Linked DNA regions of Capsicum annuum: region 1 is linked to region 2. A link is a contact called in public Hi-C data. All regions are on one chromosome and are shown on one strand. Each heading gives the region's core, a stretch centred on a gene start, on an enhancer-like site or on the middle of the called end of the contact. The rest is flanking DNA. Distances are from core to core; before and after follow the strand shown.

Region 1 (5,740 bases), core at 1,878-4,377, 44 kb before region 2:
AATATTGAAAAGTTATGCAATGACTTTTAAACTTACTTGAATATAGGGAACTAGTGAGAGAGGGTCTACCTTCTCTCTAACTTACTTGCGAGTGAGCTATACCTTCTCTCTAACTTACTTACGAGTGAGCTCATGGGCCATGAATGACACAAATCATAACACCCTTGCCCCATTGGAACCACCGGACAAGGAAGATTGCCAAATGGCAATTGATACGGGTAAGAAAGTTTCTTACAGTATGTAGTTAACAGAGAATTACTCATCTGCCTTTCAAGATGAAAATTTCTTGGAATCATCGAATGAAGCAGAAGACACGATTACACTCACAAGGGAAGACAAACAAAGAATTTACAACCCTTGGCGATTCTCAGTCATAATTAAAACAACGAGAAGAAAATTCACCCACCAATATCTAAGGACGAAATTAACAGATCTATAGAAGATTCAAGAAAGCTTTGCCCTTATAGATCTGGGGATGGAATTCTTCACAGTTAAGTTTAATAGCGAAGAATACCAAAGGAAGTCTCTACAATAGGGTACTTGGTCGTAGCTAGAGCATACCTATCGGTTCAAAGTTGGGAACCCAACTTTATTCCTATTGAATCAAAGATTCAAAGCACTATTATTTGGGTACGACTACCAACGAAATTCTATGACATCAGAAATCTGGAAAAAAGTGGGGAGAAAGATTTGGACACTAGTTAAGATTGATACATGTACACCCTCAACATTGAGAAGGCATTATGCACGTATAAGCATTCATATCCCTTTTGAAACCCCAATAGAAACACCGCGATAGTAATTAGATGTCACAAACAAACAATTCAGTATGAGGGGAAAGGATTCTTGTGTAAGTCATTCAGTCATCTAGGGTACACGATAACCAACTGCAAGCTTCCTCAATCCAATTCGGCTCACCGAGAAAAGACTAAACAATAAGAGATAGCAACCTCACCAGCACTCAATCAAGAGTGGCAGACGGTATCCTTCAAGAAATGGAAAAGGAAAAAGACAGGAGGGAAAAAGTCCATCCCAGGAGAAGAGCGCTCAGGTAAGTTTTCTCAATCCCAAAAATCCCATATCAAAAACCCAGTCTCCCTTTTGAGAACGGAAGGCGACGAGAAGGGAAAAGCTTTAATTTTTATGACCCCTAATGATTTGGGTTGGCCCAATAACAATAAAGGTCTTTTAGGGACACTAACCTTGGAGGCAAAATCCTCAAGTAAAGGGACCACACCTCTAAGGCCCATTATGGAGGATGAATTGTTACAACCCAATTTTCCTACTCTCAACTTAAGAGTCCAAGAAAAAAAATAAGAATGATAATCCTTCTAGCTCAAGGACTATGGGAAAATCCCATTCCCATCAAAGTCATGTTGGAGAAAAAGCTGAGTCGTCTTCCTCAAAATTTGAACCCTTCTCTTCCACAAATTTGTCAGTGGCCTAATGATAACTCATCTTTCTGAGAACAAAAAAAATTCTTACAGTCAAGTCAAGGACCTTGCCATGATTGAAGAAGAGGATAAAACTGGCAGAGACAAGCCATTATACACCCTACTATTCCTAAAGGTAGCAGTAGTAAGGCTTCTCCAAAACTTGACGCTATCAATATTAACTCTATCTCTCAATCTCCATCAGAACAAACTGGAAAGGATGAAAATACACCCTACTATTCCTAAAGGTAGCAGTAGTAAGGCCTCTCCAAAACTTGACGCTATCAATATTAACTCTATCTCTCAATCTCCATCAGAACAAACTGGAAAGGATGAAAATAGTAAACATCTCATCCACTAAACAAGCCCTGACCCCCATAACTTTCACCTCCACACCACTATCAGTAGACCATCAACCAAACTCTTGGTTGGAAATAGAACTGCTGGAGCAGATGGTCCCTCTCCAAATGCTATGGGAAGGAAAGAAATTCATGATCATCATTAGAACAAAGAAATTCATGATCATCATTAGAACAAAGAAATTCATGATCATCATTAGAACCCTCATTACCTATCCCAAGTTATTATGGAGGGAATGAGTCAGGGGTTGCAGATTTTTGGTCAAAACATATGGATGATTGCCCTTATAAAACTGACCAACCAAGCCTCTCTAGGACCACTAACCCTGGAAATCTGAATGTAGAAATGGCACTAACAAGCCAGTGACTACTCGTCTTTCCTCCAAAGATGACAAGTTTGCTGGAGGAAGAACCATATTTTGTGCTAACCTCTAGGATCCCATCAACAGAAAACATCCCCGCTAACACCATTGACCTCTTATCCAGCTGTTGACATCTAATTTTTGCCCTTCACGACTAAGTTTAATCCCGAGTTTTATCAATTTTAAAATAAAATTACAATATTTATTTTTTTCAGATAAAAGTTTTCTAAAAACATTTATCTAGGTAATTTTGCCATTTTAAGTGATGATTATATATTTTCAAAATAGTATAATTTTGTTACTTAAAAATATATTTTATGGAATAGCGAATTTTAATCGAGGCTTATCTGAAAAATAAATTCAAATGGTTAGAATCTTGATTTAAATATCATTTATTCTCAAAATAATTTATTTGAAAAAAATATCTATTTAATTTTATTAAATCAAGAAACTTGGGATTAAATGAGATATTGATTTATTTCGAGTTTTGATTTAATTTAGTCAATCTATTAGACTTGGCCATAATTGAAATCAAATTGGCCACAATTGCGATACAATTAGCCAATTGATTTTCAATATGATCAAAACTTTAATAAAATTGGTCAAATCTCTAAAATTTCAAAAATAATCTAATCCACCCAAAATCCTAACCTATCCAGCCCATTTCAGCAACAACAGGCCCCTTACTTAATTATTACTAAAAATTACACAAATACACAATTTATATTTTTAATATTACAAAAAATCTCAATTCCCTAACATATTACAAAAATCCCAACATATATACAGAATGCAATATATATGTAATAGGGAGAGAGTAAAATAATTAAAAAAATGGGAGAGAGTATCATTGCTTCCAAAAGGTTGGTATTTATGTTATTTATACCAATTATTAACCCACTCCAGGCATAACAACCACAATCCTGACCCGTCCCACACTTCTATTACTCTTCTCCTTCTCCAAACAAACAACAAAACAACCGACAAAATGTACAAACAGACGAGAACAACGTTCAACGTTTAGCAACAACAACTATACACGTACACAAATGAAGCCGCGATAATTTTTACCCGACCAAAACATGAATCCAGCTGCTCCATCCCACGATAATTTTGACCCGACTTCGACCCCAGCAGCTTCGATGAAGGTTCTAAAAGTTCGTCAATTCATTCATCTCCAATTCCTATCTGAATTCATACTAAAGCTAGTACAATATGTGGCTTCAATTGCCTTAATCCCCAAGAACAATGTTTGAATTTCAAAAATCAAATCAAAATATGGAATCTATAGAATATTCTGAGAACTTTCACTTACTTTCTTTTCATTCGTCGATGGTACTTAAGGATGATAACTCCTCTCATCATCATTCATTTATTGAGATTGATTCATAGCCGTGGGATATGGTGTTTTACCCAAAATCCTACATCGATGAAAACATCAATCATCCCCCAATTTCATCCTCTATGTAAGCACATTGTCAGCCAAATATAGTCAAGCCTCAAGAGAGTGAAAAAGCTGTTTTGAGCAAATCAGTTTAGCTTCTTGGTTCTTTAAAGTTTGAATATTGTTTCAAGTAATTGTTTTCAGATGAATATCTTACGCTTTAATCCTTGGCTCATGTTATTGGTTCTTTCACTCGGTTGGTTCTGTTGATTGAACATTGTTTGGAATGGCGTTTAGATTAGTGTTATCAACATGGTTTCTATCCTACTGCTTAGTTGAAAGATTTGCTTGTCGAGTTTATTTTTAGCGTGATGTTTTAAATGGAGACTGCCATTTGAGTTTCTTTAGCCTTCAATGTTTATGTTAGAAACTAGAGGATGGCAAGGTCGCCAGTCCAATGACTTCTTAAACAAAAAATATTTTTGACTCTAATAGATCTATTCTAAGAGTGTCGAAAGAGGATGAAGATTAGAATGGGATGATCTTGCATTTTCCTTCTTTGGCAATGGCAATTGTCTGATGTGTGAAAGATGCTCGTTCCAGTATAGTTAGCTTTATTAGTTCATCCAATTCCAAATCAAAGTTTGGAATAAATGATAGAATCTATACATGCACTTAGTATTGATGTTAAAATATTATTGAGTATGAACATGTTGTGACTTGAGATTTAATTAGAGTAAAGGAGGTCATAAAGTCCTCTCGTCTTCGAAAACAAGGTTAGGAGATGGGATAGAACATCACAGTTGTCTGCTTCCATCTTCAAGTGCCTACTGGCAGGGCTCTCTTTTCCTTAATATTTGAAATTATTTAAGTGCTTGCGTTGGTCTAATAACTGTTTGTTTTGTAGTCGGGTGCAATAGATGTGTTACAACGTATAGCAGCTGTTGTTTTGTTTTAGCTAAAAATCTCAAAGTCGGAAGGAGAAGCTATATTTTAAAACTGTTAATTTTATATCTATTTCTTTGATTCATGAGTTAAATATTGAATAACTTACTTGCTTTCAGAGTGTACTGTTACGTCTCTTCTAGCTATTAGGTAGATGTTCTCTTCTAGTTTCATTGCTTTCATCAAGTGCTCGGCTCTCATGTATGCTTAGAGTTATTTATTTCTGATCAGGTAGGTTACTAGAATCGATTAGGTAAAATTATAGTGTAGATCTCTGTCTTCATTTTAGGAATTAGGTGGTTTAGTTAAATTAGCCAGTTATCCCCTCAAATCTTCTCTGTTACTCTTTTTTCCACTGAATGTTTTATCTATTTTATCTGTTGAATCTAAGTGCTCTTTATTTTATTGGCAAAAATTATGTGTTTTCATTTAATAAGTTAGTTCACAAGTTACCTCTTACTTTCCTTCATTTCATTTTCCGTTTTCCAGGAAAGCGTTGGCTTGTTCTTATTTTTATTTATGTTTTTGCTACGATTTAGACTCGAATTGTCGTTTTTGAATTTATCTTGAAACAATAAAAGGTGTAGCCACATAATTTTATCCCTCCCGAGAGTGTGTTTTTACCCATTTACCCTCACTTTACCATAAACCTTCACCCATGTGATAATTTACACACAAAAACAAATTCAACAAAATTCCTAACAACTTTGACGCCTCATCCTAACAAATTAACCACTCAAATTTCAACACCCTCCACCTTATTCTAACCACACTCCTACCCCTATACCTCTTACCCCACATACCCCCTAAATCCCACCCCACTCACAATACATACGCATACACTCACTGGAAATAAAAAATAGACCATATACGCACAACACACAGATATACACACTATGGGTGAAATACACGTACATATACAATACACACACCTCACAAGTAACAAATAGAGGCAAGGGCCCACAGGGGAATATACTCACATACAACCCTGACCATTAAGGAGGAACTGGTCCATTTTTTTTCAGGGGAGCACACACAATATACACACATTACATCACAGAAAGGGGGGAGAGGCACAAAAACTCACTGGAAGGGCAACAATCTCACACATATATTCATAATTCCACTCACACACAGAGATCACTCCCCACCGTCACTCTCACAGCCACACACACTAACACATAGACGACACACACAAATAAAGAAAATAGAGGAATTGGGGAGAAAAAACACACATCAATATACACAACACCACAC
Region 2 (6,037 bases), core at 2,784-5,283:
GAAAATTCATGTAGGTAACACTCTTAAAACTCTTTCTTCTTTGCCTTTACTTGCTTCTCTTTCCATTGTAAACCATAAATTTGACGACAACTTACCTGGCATAATCCTTTTATTGTCAATCAGTTTTAATACACACATGAAAAGATAAACAGGGGTACTCTAGTCAACTACACAGAAATGGTTGAATCAAAGTTCTTGAGATTAGATTGGTGCCATCTATGTCTTTCCCGTCTGACTCTTACCGGTAGAATGCCCTGCCATATCACATGCCAATGAAAAAGAACCTAAACCAAGGTGCTTTCTTGAATGAGGCCTTATTTTATTATGTCAACTTTGACCTTGACCGATCCACTAGGAGACTGGCGGTCAAATCTTATTGAATATCCAAAAGGGTCTCTCCGTCATGGGAGAACGCTTAGCGGATAAACAAGAAATACTTCTGTAGCCCATCCCCCCAATAAGACAGAAAGTGTAAAACCGCTTAAATGCCATACTGACGGGCAAGGATATAAAGGCCTAATGGGAGAAAGAATTCATGGGACACCTAACCGAGACTGGTGACACATCTCAACAGAGCTACCTCTTTTGCTAACATTTCTACTATCAGATATAATTAGATATATCAATTCAAAGACTAGGCAGAACCTTAACTCCATACTTGGAAATCTTTTCAAGTTTTCATTTACTTTGACGAAACTTCATGGAGAAGAAGCATGACATAAGAGAAGCTTTACACTGACACTTGACTTCTATCCATTTCAGTGTTAATAGATGACATTTATTGACAATATAATCACCACAAAATACCAAAAGTATGAAGTAAAATAGAACTAGTGAACCAGAAAACTCAACGGATAATGCTAGGGGTAATCATTAAATGATTCTACAGAGCTAAATATATATAATTCAAATTTAGTTACTACTGATATAAATTGCATGTAGTAGTTGAAAGTCATCTTCACGACCTGGAACTCGTCGACTCTGTGGTGCTTTTGGATTGAGATGCTGTACTTGAAGTCTTGCTCTGAGCTTGTGAACTAGTCTGGCTCGAGGATGACTCAGTGAAGAAAACTATGTGCTCCTCATTGTCTGCATAAACCTGAAGAGAGCGTGGCATAGGAGGCATATTCACCTCCAAAATTCCATCAAGGATCTGAACAACCTGACCCATTGAGGGTCTTTGTAGTTCCTCATCTTGGATGCACCAAAATGCAACTTTACATATTTTTGACACCTCCTCAACATTAGCATCTCTGTTCAGTCTATAGTCCAATAGGCTAAGGATATCGCCTTCATCAACTACTACACGTGCAGCCCAGCTAGGGAAGAATTTCACTTTCCCATCTTGAGAATACTCCGAATTTCGCCTCCCTGATACAATTTCCAAAAGCATCATGCCGTAGCTATAAACATCGGCTTTGGCTGTAATGGCCACCCCTGATATCCATTCTGGTGCAAGATAACCTCTTGTTCCTCTCATAGTAGTGAGCACTCTGCTAAAGTCACGCCCAACAAGTTTTGCTAGGCCAAAATCTGCTACCTTGGGGCATAATTGTGCATCAAGAAGGATGTTTTCAGGCTTTATGTCACAATGTATGATGCAGTCCCTGCACTTCTCATGGAGATAAGTCAAGCCTCTAGCTGTCCCCAGTGCCACCTGGTACCTCGTTTTCCAATCCATAACATCTGACTGCTTCTCGGTAAAAAGATGTGAATCCAAGGATCCATTTTCCATGTAATCGTAAACCAGCAGTTTCTTGTTACCTTCAGAGCAAAATCCACGAAGGCGTACAAGATTAACATGTTGGATTGTCCCGATTGTGCTGACTTCTGATCGAAATTGCTTCTCTCCCTGGCTGATGCTATCGAGCCTCTTAACAGCAATAACAGATGAATCAGATAGTTTCCCTTTGAAAACAGAACCAAAACCTCCACCTCCTAACTTCTCTGAGAAATTTTTAGTTGCATGTTGCAAGTCTTTGTAACCAAATGCAACCAATGAACCCTCCACTGTTTTCCCACTTCCAATATTATGCCTACGCCTTCTCCGGTATACAACAAAAAGAAGGCCAAGAATGATAACTACAGCAACAGAAGACCCCACAGAAACACCAATTGGAATTCCCTTTTTACTCTTGGATTTTGGGATGTCAGATGCAGCTAACCTGACATAGATCGACCTGCCCCTGCCATCATTTTGTGAGAATTGCTGCATATTCAAGAGATCGCCATCCCAAATTGAGCATGAACTGTCATAAGCATAAGCAGTACAATTGCAATTATTCAGACAGGTAGATTCACATTCTGCAGCACTTCCAGCAGAAACATTTAAAGGATTATCAGGTACTTTCATCTGCGGATGCATCCAAAATTCATCTTTCTCCCCATTCACGTTGCCACATTGCGACTTTGTTATCCTCTCACATCCTCCAGTATAATCATTTTGATTCCAATCAGTCTCTGAACTATGCTGGAAACCATCCAAACAATTGCAGAAAGGCAAGCTTTCCTGACAAATAGCAAATGGTCCACAAAAAGCATAAACTTCACACTGTTGTCTAGGTTGAGACCAAAACAGGTTCCACTGATTTGAAGAATCCAACCATGTGAGTTGCTTAATCTGTCCTGAGACATCCATAATGAATCTTGATATGATTTTATCATTATAAAGGGAGTATATAAAATAGCTTTCATTCTGGTTCTCCTCATAGCTAAAATTGTATATATAGTTTGTACTCATCTCAGGCACCCCGCTGAAAATTCGACCATTCCATGGTCCAGTATCATAATATTTCTCAGTTCTATTGAACCTTATAATATACTGCTTCTCATTGGGGTCCAACTCAAGTGAATACAGCCCGGGTGCAGGATCATTTGGACTTTTCCATGATGTAAGAAGCTGCTTTGTTTTTGTAACATTATTGTAAGAAAGTTTAGCACCAGGCAACCAAGTATTGCCAGGATTATTAAGACTTTGCCAAAGTGGCGGGGTTGAATTAGCCACATCAGTCAAGATCAAATTACCATCATCTCGAAGAACTGCCACCACAGAATTTGACTTACTGGAGCTGATATTTGTGGACCAAATTGGAGTTTTGGACTCATCAACCAGTACTAAATTACCATCCAAGATTTTTAACTCAGCAGAATTTTTATCACGAACTGGTTTTTCCCTGTTTGCAACCCAAACAGCAGTTTGTTCAACCACTTTATCATACCACATGCCTATGTAGTAGTTGGAAGAATTACCTGGTTTGAAGAAACCAAGCTTAAACTTCCCACCTGAAGAGATAATTGCTTGGTCACCAGAAAGGGATTGATTTGCAGAAATAGTGTCAGCTGCTTCAATATAGAGATGGGGTTTTAGAGAAAAACATAAGTACAACAAAGAAAGGAGGAAAAAAGAATTGATTTTTATGGCCATAGCTGCTAAGAGCTTGTGCAGAGGACAAAGATATGTGATGAACAAAGCAGATTTATATCTCTTTTCAGAAGAAGGCCAAAGACATTCATGGGATTTTCTTGAAGAATGGGTCATGATACAAATAAACTTTCATATGACTGCTGGAAAACAGAACTACTTGGTCTGGCTTCAAGCCAACAGGCTAATGTTAAATTGACTTTTTCACCCTTAATCCCTCTGTCTTAAATTCAAAATACAATAAAGAAGCAATTAGAGAAATAATAGTACCTAAAAGTTTCACTTTAGTTGAGCCTAAGATCTAGTTTCTCCTATTTTTATAAGATTCCACTTATGAGACTATACTCAAAATATTGTCATTATTGTTATAATAATTCAATTAAAAAAGAGAAAGTTGTTGTTTAAGCAGGAAAACGAACTATTTTTTACTAATAAATGAAGAAAATGATTCTTTTTCTACTAGGAATAGTACAATGTTTACATGGTCCAAACAAATTTTGAATGTTATAATGGTTAAATATTCAAAATTGACCATATTTGCGTTGCCTAATTCCAATTAGTTTAGTGAGTCAAAATATTTGGTCAAGCTGTTCGTATTTTCTTTGCGATAACAGGAGATTAACAAGAATCGTTGATGCATAATAATTTGGGTCACCATTTTGCGTTAGTCTTAAGTTTTATTCGTCAAGACTAATAACTTTTTCGCGAAACATAAATTTAGATTTCTCCATCACAGTATTACACAAATTATCCGCAGCTAAGAATAAATTCAATTATTAGGAAAAAAAAAAAAAATAAGACCAACTCAGGCAAACAGTGCGAATGAATATCAGAATTTGCTCAATGTACGGTCTATGGCAGACATGAAATATTTTGATGTCGGAACGTGACGAGCTAATAGCATTATATTCCGGGAAAATATTCAAATTTGTGGCACAACATTAAAGTTCAATTCTGACATAGCTGAACTGGACAAATATTTCATACATGAAAATGGGTCAACTATTAAAATATGAATATGTTTTTGATGCATGAAGTATGACTTCTATCAACCATCAGCAAGTCCTTGCATTTCTCGTTCTTTTTTATTAACCCTTCTAGGAGCTTCCTCATTATTTTTGCTCCCTTGATGATTCGAAGTACCAATCTTAAGATTGGAAATAAAAAATAGTTATCATTCGAACAATTTTTTCTTATGATTTCGTTTCGCAACAAATAAATTACAATAGTATTTCTTTATATTTTAATCTAAACCATGAATAATTCAGGGTATTTTAGTAATTCTGAACAAATGAGGGAAACACAGCTGGAAGAAAGTCCTCCCACGTGCTATGTATGAGGAAGAAAAGTCTTTGAAGGCTAAAGATTTTTCGGTCGCCCATTGTAGCACCTAATATATCGATTGAGATTACTAATAGCTACAACTAATAGTCCCCTAGGGTGTGTTTGACAGAAATTATTTTCAATCTTGTTTTGATTGGCTTAATGTTTTGAAAAACCTATTCTTCAGAAAAATAAGCTTAGAATGACTTCTTGAATAGAAATAAGGAAAAATAAGTTTCACAAGTAAAGTCAGAGCCAGAATTTTCACCAAAAAGATTCAAAATATGAAAAAATGAACATATGAAAGAGTCGAATGGGTTCAATATCTATTATATGCACGTACAATCATGTTAACCATATTTAAACAATGTAATTTTTCACCGAAGGAAGTTCAGATGAACCTCCTTAGCGCTGACTATGTAACAAATTAGTGCAACTTACTATCTTATTTAATTTACTGCATTTAACAGGTTAAAATAATTACTAGGTGAGGTTTGTTCACCTTATAAAGTGGCCCGAAAGTTAGTAATTTTAGGAGTAAGTTAGGTGGAATAAAACGTTAAATTTAGAAGTTATATTTGTAGTAGGAGTCTATATATACAGAGTAAAGTTGCTCTGTTTTCTCTTATAATTGCAATTGTCATATTTTTTATTCAAGAAAAAGCTTTCGGTTGTTTTATTTTCCTTTACTGTTCTTGTTCTATAACTTCTCCTGCTCAATACTTTTGTTATTTGGTATCAGAGCAAGGTTGAAGGGAGGAATTTTTTTTTCTTTTCTATCTTCTTGTCTATCAATTTACTCTGTTGGAGAAGTTTGAAAAGTGTGAAGAGAAAGCTTTTGTCGTTTGTAGCAATGGAGGCCTCAAACGGGGGAAAAACTCAATATGGAATAGAAAAACTTATAGGTACTAACTACAAGTATTGGAGAATGTGTATGGAAGCATACCTTCAAGGTCAGGATCTGTGGAATTTAATTGTAGGAACTGATTCAATAATCCCAACCAATACTCCTGACAATGTTGAATCGCGAAGGAAATGAAAGATCAAGTGCGAAAAAGCACTCTTTGCTTTGAGGATTTTTATCAGCAAGGAGTTTATTGATCATGTTCGTGATAATGTCTCTCAAAAAGAAGTTTGGGACACGCTAGAAAGGTTGTTTACCAAGAAAAATACAGCAAGGCTGCAACTATTGGAGAATGAGTTGGCAATGTTACAACAGGAAGGTATGTCTATCTCAGATTACTTTTTGCGAGTTTAAAAGTATTTGTGCTGAAATTTCAGAGATTAATCCGA

What was found. A called contact is a pair of places that touch in the nucleus more often than the background predicts.
Region 1: a Hi-C map of placenta shows a contact between it and region 2, with 2.0 times the contacts expected there. The contact joins the enhancer-like site here to the promoter of LOC107878302 in region 2. A contact is called at or near these places in 2 of 5 Hi-C or Micro-C datasets (bud and placenta).

What each region holds. Positions count from the first base shown.
Region 1 is chr7:197,920,593-197,926,332 of UCD10Xv1.1, reverse strand. It overlaps LOC107878301 (a long non-coding RNA gene), which reads right to left. Exons shown (of 5, transcript XR_007043064.1): 5 at 2,870-3,575. Among protein-coding and RNA genes, the nearest start is that of LOC107878301, 9.1 kb to the right of the region's middle. Within about 2 kb of position 3,127, at least 5 of the 5 cell types and tissues checked have an H3K27ac peak or open chromatin away from gene starts, as enhancers often do. A contact at or near this core is called in bud, where this site is marked.
Region 2 is chr7:197,877,478-197,883,514 of UCD10Xv1.1, reverse strand. LOC107878302 (G-type lectin S-receptor-like serine/threonine-protein kinase At2g19130) reads right to left here and starts at 4,033. Exons shown (of 1, transcript XM_016725238.2): 1 at 720-4,033. The coding sequence starts at 3,538. The coding sequence ends at 959.